2 separate regions of the Mus musculus genome follow, and region 2 is linked to region 1. Evidence: chromatin contacts called from public promoter capture Hi-C data. All regions are on one chromosome and are shown on one strand. The core of a region is the stretch at or near the end of the contact, and the rest is flanking DNA. Distances in the headings are between cores, read along the strand shown.

Evidence for each region. Promoter capture Hi-C pulls out the DNA fragments that hold promoters and counts their contacts.
Region 2: a promoter capture Hi-C map of hippocampal neurons shows a contact between it and region 1, with 2.4 times the contacts expected there. The contact joins the enhancer-like site here to the promoter of Bhlha9 in region 1. A contact is called at or near these places in 8 of 39 promoter capture datasets (the C10 cell line, the HPC-7 cell line, cranial neural crest and 5 more).

The regions. Positions count from the first base shown.
Region 1 is chr11:76,670,729-76,673,889 of GRCm38.p6, forward strand. Bhlha9 (basic helix-loop-helix family, member a9) reads left to right here and starts at 1,742. Exons shown (of 1, transcript NM_177182.4): 1 at 1,742-2,948. The coding sequence starts at 1,821. The coding sequence ends at 2,516.
Region 2 is chr11:77,173,130-77,176,443 of GRCm38.p6, forward strand. All of the region lies in intron 1 of Efcab5 (EF-hand calcium binding domain 5), which reads right to left. Among named protein-coding and RNA genes, the nearest start is that of Efcab5, 14 kb to the right of the region's middle. Within about 2 kb of position 1,497, at least 34 of the 459 cell types and tissues checked have an H3K27ac peak or open chromatin away from gene starts, as enhancers often do. A contact at or near this core is called in hippocampal neurons, where this site is marked.

The DNA.
Region 1 (3,161 bases), core at 492-2,991:
CAACAAGCTAAAAGACATGGCAGGGTAGCCGTGGGATATGGAATGTGACACTCAGGCACCCAATGCCTAGGCTTTGGCCTGCCCTGTCTTCCATTCTGAGATTCATCTAAACTGGTATCCTGTTGCTTGGGCCTGATGTAGGTGATAGTGCTCAGACACTGGGAATATTGGTTCTTTGCTTGCTTGTTTTTTGTTTTGTAGTGCTAGGCTTGGAATGTGGAGCTTTATGGGTAGACACTTACTCTGAGCTACACTCCCACCCTCTCCTGCCTCTTCTAAAACAAGTTCTCTCTCCATAAGCAGTCCACACTGGCCTCAGCTTCTTGGCTCAGACTTCCAGAGTGCTGGGATGACAGGCAGGTGCTACTGTGCCTAGTTTCTAGCTACTTTTTAAACTTTTTGTTCTGTTTTGGTTTTGAGGTGAGGTCTCCAATAGCCCAGGTTGACCTCAAACTATTATGTAGTTGAGGCTGGCCTCTGCCTCCCAAGTGCTGGGATTCCAGGTGTGTGCCAACATGCTGGGCTTAGCTGTTTTCTGTTCCACATATGTTGAACTTATTAGAGGAATCCATCCTGATAAATACAGCCTTTAGGTTATTTCATCAGTGAATGCAGGCAGTTGGTTTCCCAGTGCCCCGTTCTTTCCCTCTGCAGGAAAACTCAGCTTGAAAGCAATGAGGTCATTGGTAATATGTGTGTGACCTGTGTGCCCATCCTGGCTGGTGCCACAGCATTTGGAATGTGGCTGGGAATGAGGTTAAACTTAATCTTATGTTGCTCCTGATAAATCATGAATGCATACCTGAAATTCCATGGGGGAGTCTGTCTTTCTTCCTTCCTTCTTTCCCTCCTTCCATCTTTTTCCTCTCTTTCTTTCCCTTTTTTGATCTTGTTTAAAATTCCAGTCCTCAGTGACAGCGATGGAGAGAGTGCCCTGGATTCCTAACCTGACCTTACTCTGTAGAGGGACTGGGCTGCTTAAAGGCCCTGGACATTAAGAGTTGCTCCCTGATGGGTATTGCAAGGGAAGCCAGACATAAAAGTCCTCATCACTCTTTGCTTCTGACTCAGCCCAGCTCTGCCTGAAGAAAGGGAAGCCCCCCCAAAAGTAGGGGGAATGTTGGGCTTAATCCAAACACCAACCCAGAATCCAGACGAGCCTCACGGTGGTAGCTGAAAGGTTTCTTGTAGCACAGCAGGGTTGGCTGCCTCTGATCTGCTCCTCCTTTCTGGATTCTTCTGCAACGGCCAGGCTGTACCTTAGTGTCAACTCTGGCTGCTCACAGATGGCGTTCAGGATGGAGCTCAGCAGTAGGTGCTCTTAGTCGGTGAGACATCTCTCCGGCCCTCAAGGTTTTTAAAATTCACTCAATCCACCCTTGCTATCCTTCTGCAACCCTATCTGCTCCCTTGCCAAGAATCTAATGTGGCATTCTACCTGGGGTCAGGAGTAGGGGAAACCGAACCCGGTTGCCGGAGAGGGTCCGTGCAGCACAGCAAGTATGTTCCCTGTGACAACTGGAGCATTGCCCAGGGCGTGGCCAGGCTGCCCAGCTGGTCCTGTGTACAAGAATCTGCACGCTTCCTTCCTTGCTTGCTTCCTTCCTCTCAGGTCCTCCCTCACCATCTCACCTGGGGGCAGGTAATAAAGCAGGAGGAGGGAGATGGATGGACTGGGAGGGCGGGGAGCCGCGTGGTGCCATAAAGCCCAGCTAGAGAGGACCTGTCCAGAGAGTGTCCAGCCAGCAAGAGCCATCAGTCAGTGGACCAGCAGCCTTTTGGACCCAAATAGCTGAAGCTGTGAGACCAGGACATAGGCCATGCTCCGAGGCACGCCAGGACTAGGCCTCGGGGGCCTGAACCGGGCTGAGGATTTTGTGGAGGACTTGGGGCGCTCCTGCTCGGAGGCTGGCAGGAATTTTGGAGTGCTGAGGAGGAGCAGCTTGGACGAGGCAGAAGAGGCAGCTGGCAGAAAGCGCGAGCGGCCCACACGGTCCAAGGCTCGGCGCATGGCGGCTAACGTGCGGGAGCGCAAGCGCATCCTGGATTACAACGAGGCGTTCAACGCGCTCCGCCGGGCGCTGCAGCATGACCTCGGAGGCAAGAGGCTCTCCAAGATCGCTACGCTGCGCAGGGCCATCCACCGCATCACTGCTCTATCCTTGGTCCTGCGTGCCAGTCCGGCGCCCCGCTGGCCCTGCGGACACCTGGAGTGTCACGGCCAGGCTGCCCAAGGCTCGAGCACGGGGAATTCCAGCTTCAGTGTTCCGCGGTCAGCGCCGTCTCCTATAGCGCCTAGCCTAACGCGCAGGGACATCGCCAGCCCCTTAGTGCCGCCTACACCGCGCTGCGCTTCGTGTTCCCCGCACTCGCACTTGGGGCGGCCTAGGGTGATGGCCGAAGTGCCCAATTTGGCCCAAACCTCCGGGGGAAACTGGCGTCAATGTCCTGGGGCTCCCCCTGTTCGACCGGTTTCGTGGCGGTGGGGTTCTGGGCTGGGCTACCAGCACTCTTGATCGTGCCACCCAGAGGGAAGCCGGCTTGGCCCGAGTGACTGCAAAAGAGAAGATGGCAGAAGTCATCCTGGACAGAGCAAAATTGAATGGGGTTGTGACTTGCGTGGCAAAGGAGGATGTCTTACCATGGGAAGGAACTACCGGGCTCAGGGCAGCCTTCCCACATCCCAGCCTGGGGTGGTGAAAAAGAAGGGAGATTTTAGGTTTGGACTTGGTCAACCCCTTGTTCCTGGAAAGTGGCCTTTGCTTTCCTTTGCTTCTGAGCCCTCCTTTTCCCTTGCCGCCTTTGGAAAGTGGGACTTGTGGGACTGTGTGGGTAGGCAGCTGCTATGATCTGAGGGCATATGCTGTGGTCCTCTTCCCCGGTTTGGGCTGCTGCTGAACTGAGAGAAGCCCAGAAAATGATCAAATAAAAAGGAAACATGTCTTCTCCGTCTGCTATCAGGACTCCAATGAGTTCAGTGTCCTAGTATGACAGAAAAGCCTCAGAAACGGGGTATTATCTTGGAAGGATGAATAGGGTCTACAGCCCCCAGGTAGGCACTGGATCACTGGTATATAGCAGGAATGGCTAGACACTCCTCTGTGTGCTGGAGACACTATTTGGGGAAAGTTAATGGTGGCATTGGAGGCTGCCGGAAGTGT
Region 2 (3,314 bases), core at 247-2,746, 500 kb after region 1:
ATCTTTAAAAAATACCCCAGAATTCCACTCTTTGTGAAGCATGAATAGAACTGGAGAATTAGGCTAAGTGAAATAAACCTGGTATGTGAAAAAAGATGCCACCAGTTATTAGTTACATAGTAAAGTATAAAAGAACCAAACTTATAGAAATCAAGAGTACCATGGTGGTGACAGAGGCGATAATGGCCAAAGGGAACAAAAGACATTAATTAGAAGGAAGAATAGGTTTTTAAAAGTTCCCATTGCACAATAGTATAGTTTATAATAGAATATTACATATTTTAAAATTGCTAAGAGTATAACTTTCTAATGTTCTCCCCATAAAGATTGATGATTATTTGAGGTGAGAGCGGTTAATTAGCTTGATTTAATTATGCTACCTATTTATAAATCTTAACATTACATTGTACCCTATAAATATATACAAGTATAATTAGTCAATTTATAGGTTCTTGGCCTTTTGGTTTATAGGCTTTGTTTTGTCTTTGTTTGCCTTTTACAAGAAGAAGTAGCAAGAATACACATCGAGGCCTCCCTACACATCTGCTCTGAACTCTGAAGCTTTAGCCTTCTTCTTCTCTGGACAAATTAGTCATCCAGAGGTACTCTGATCCCAAGACTACGAGAGAAGCCTGGGAAGTGTTCTTATAAGAAGCACGCCAGGTCATTCCAATGCTCTGGACCAAACTGGAGGAATATGCCTGGGAGCGTATCTCAGCCTGTTGCTGCAATCTAGCTGGAGTCAAATGCTTCTGCCGCCCTGCTGAAGTCCTGAGTACAAGAGTGACTATTGTCCTCTGCCAGAGATGCATCACCAGGCTGAGAGCAGAGAGAATGGAGGCTTCAATTGTCCCTATGTTAATCATCACAGTTAGAACTTTGAAACAAACCCCAAACTGTGCTGACTGAAATCAAATCACATGGCTCAGAATAATAAAAACAGCTGTGTGAAGGGAATTTTTCTTTGCAGGTCCAACATTTGGAATAGGTTTTCATCTTCCAATGAGGAAAGACTGAAGCAATCTTGCAGATTTGAGATGGAAAAAAACAAAACCCTTTCACGGAGAATGTGGACATTAGATCCCTCTAACGGTCCAAAAGAAAGTGCTGAACGGAAGATGCGCTTTATGCCCATGCAAAACCTCTGTAAATCTCTAGGAATAGAAGCCACCAAAAATAAACTTTCAGGTTTGAAGACAGCAGCAGGGAAGCAGGTTAACAGTGCAGAAGAGTCTTGCATTAACTTCTCAAAGAGTAATTGATTAGTGTTTTGAAGGAAGGGCTAAGTTCCTCTAAACACAGCCAACCCTCCGGGGCCTTTCAGCTGTTCCTCACCCACCTCTTCCCATACTGCCCTTTTCTCTCTTCTCCCAGTACAGAATGTCTCCAGTTTCCATCTACATTCCAGCATGGCTTTCTGTTCTACCCCGTGTCTTACTGCTGGCGTTCTCATTATGCACCCGCTCATTCACTCTGTCAGCCGAGCTCACTTATTACACAAGCATTTATTGGACAGTTACTGTGTATTCTGCCATTATAAAGCTTAGCATCTGACAGCAGAACACACAAGTGATTGGAACAGTATCGTAAGTACTGAGTGTCTTCAGACTCTCATAAAACACAAAAATAGATGCACGAAGCTACTTTCCTGTCACATTTTCATCTGCTCAAAATGTTTTCCCCCTCGTTTTGCCTGACTAGGTCTCCCACATGCTTTGGGTCTTAGCTGAGACATCAGATTCTCCTACACCATGATGCCCATATTTAGAAAGAAAATCTAGCTTTGTGCTTCAGGGACACTGCGTATGAGCTTCCAAATATAATCCAAATGCATTTTAAATTGATCATGTCATTCTTTCAGGGAACGGATAACATTTCTGTTGCATGTATTATTTTATGAGAATGCTTACACCAACCAACAGAATTCTATACCATCCAACACTGTAACTTTGGGTAGTATAGAGTAGATGTAACCTACAAATGGATTCTAAGTGTAGCTCCCAGGATGGGAAGATAGCTCAGCTGGCAAAGAGCTTGCCTTGCACGCTTGATGATCTGAGTTAGAACAGAGGGAAAGGAAGAAGAGAAGGAGGTAGAGGTGGTGGAGGAGCAGGAGGAAAGGAAGGAAGAAGACGAGGAAGAAAAGACAAGGTCAGGTGAGCAGTGTAGGAATGCCCTTGTGATCCTGGCACTGGGGAGGTGGCAGAAGTGGATGGAACCCAGGGGTTTGCTAGCCAGCCAGCCTTACCTACTCGGTGAGTTTCTCATCAGTGAAAGACTCTGTCTGAAAAAGGTGGGCAAGGCCTAAGAAATACAACCTGAGATTGACTTTTGGTCTCTGCAAACGTACTTGTACATATGCACGTGCACACGTGTGCACACACACACACACATTGTTACACATAAAAGCTAAATAATAAAGTCAGGTATGATTGTATACACTTTGTACCCAGAATTTGGGAGGCTGAGGCAGGAGGATTGCTGTGAGTTTGCAGCCAGCCTAGGCTTTGTAGCAAGACCCTGTCTCAAACAAAGAAAAGAACTAAATAATCAAACATTTCCTTCATGTGAACAAGTGTTCTGAATTAACAGTACAAACTCGATTAGAGAGTATAAATAAAGACTAGGGATGACTAAGGATGCAGTGATGTTGGTAGAGCGCTTGTCCAGCATGCACAAAGCCCTGCGCTTGCTCCTACCTAGCACCAGCACTACACAAACGCCCCCATCAATCACTAATTAAGAAAATACCCTATAGCTAGATCTTATGGAGGCATTTTCTCAATTGAGGCTCTCTCCTTTTAGCTTGTGTCAAAATGACACAAAACTAGCCAGAACAATCTAAATGAAGATTCTTCCTTGACCATTAAAATACCACCTTGGTGTGAATGGCACAGACCTATGAATTCCATGTGTCCCCACCCAGTGTGGCAGTTTTCGCTCTTATCAGTATAACCATCACAGTGGAGGTGACTTTTTGCCTTCCTAGCAATTAATAACCTCCAAACCTTCCAACAAGCCATTCCTGCGTACTTCACAGCATGTAATACCTTGCTTGCAAGTGATAGTTTAGTGCTTGTCATCTTTCAGACTCTGGGATCATAATTTCCTAAAGCTAAGCCAGACTTTTGCCAGTCCTTAAGCATGTTTCTATTATCCCTGTGATGGGTACTTTACAAAATGCACCTGTGACATGTGTCTAAGTTATTATAATTACTTAATTCTTAGTTTCTCTTGTTTTATTCAGCATATATCTAACTATAAATAATAAACTCCTTGTGTAATATATAATGACTTAAAACCTTAAGTAACTG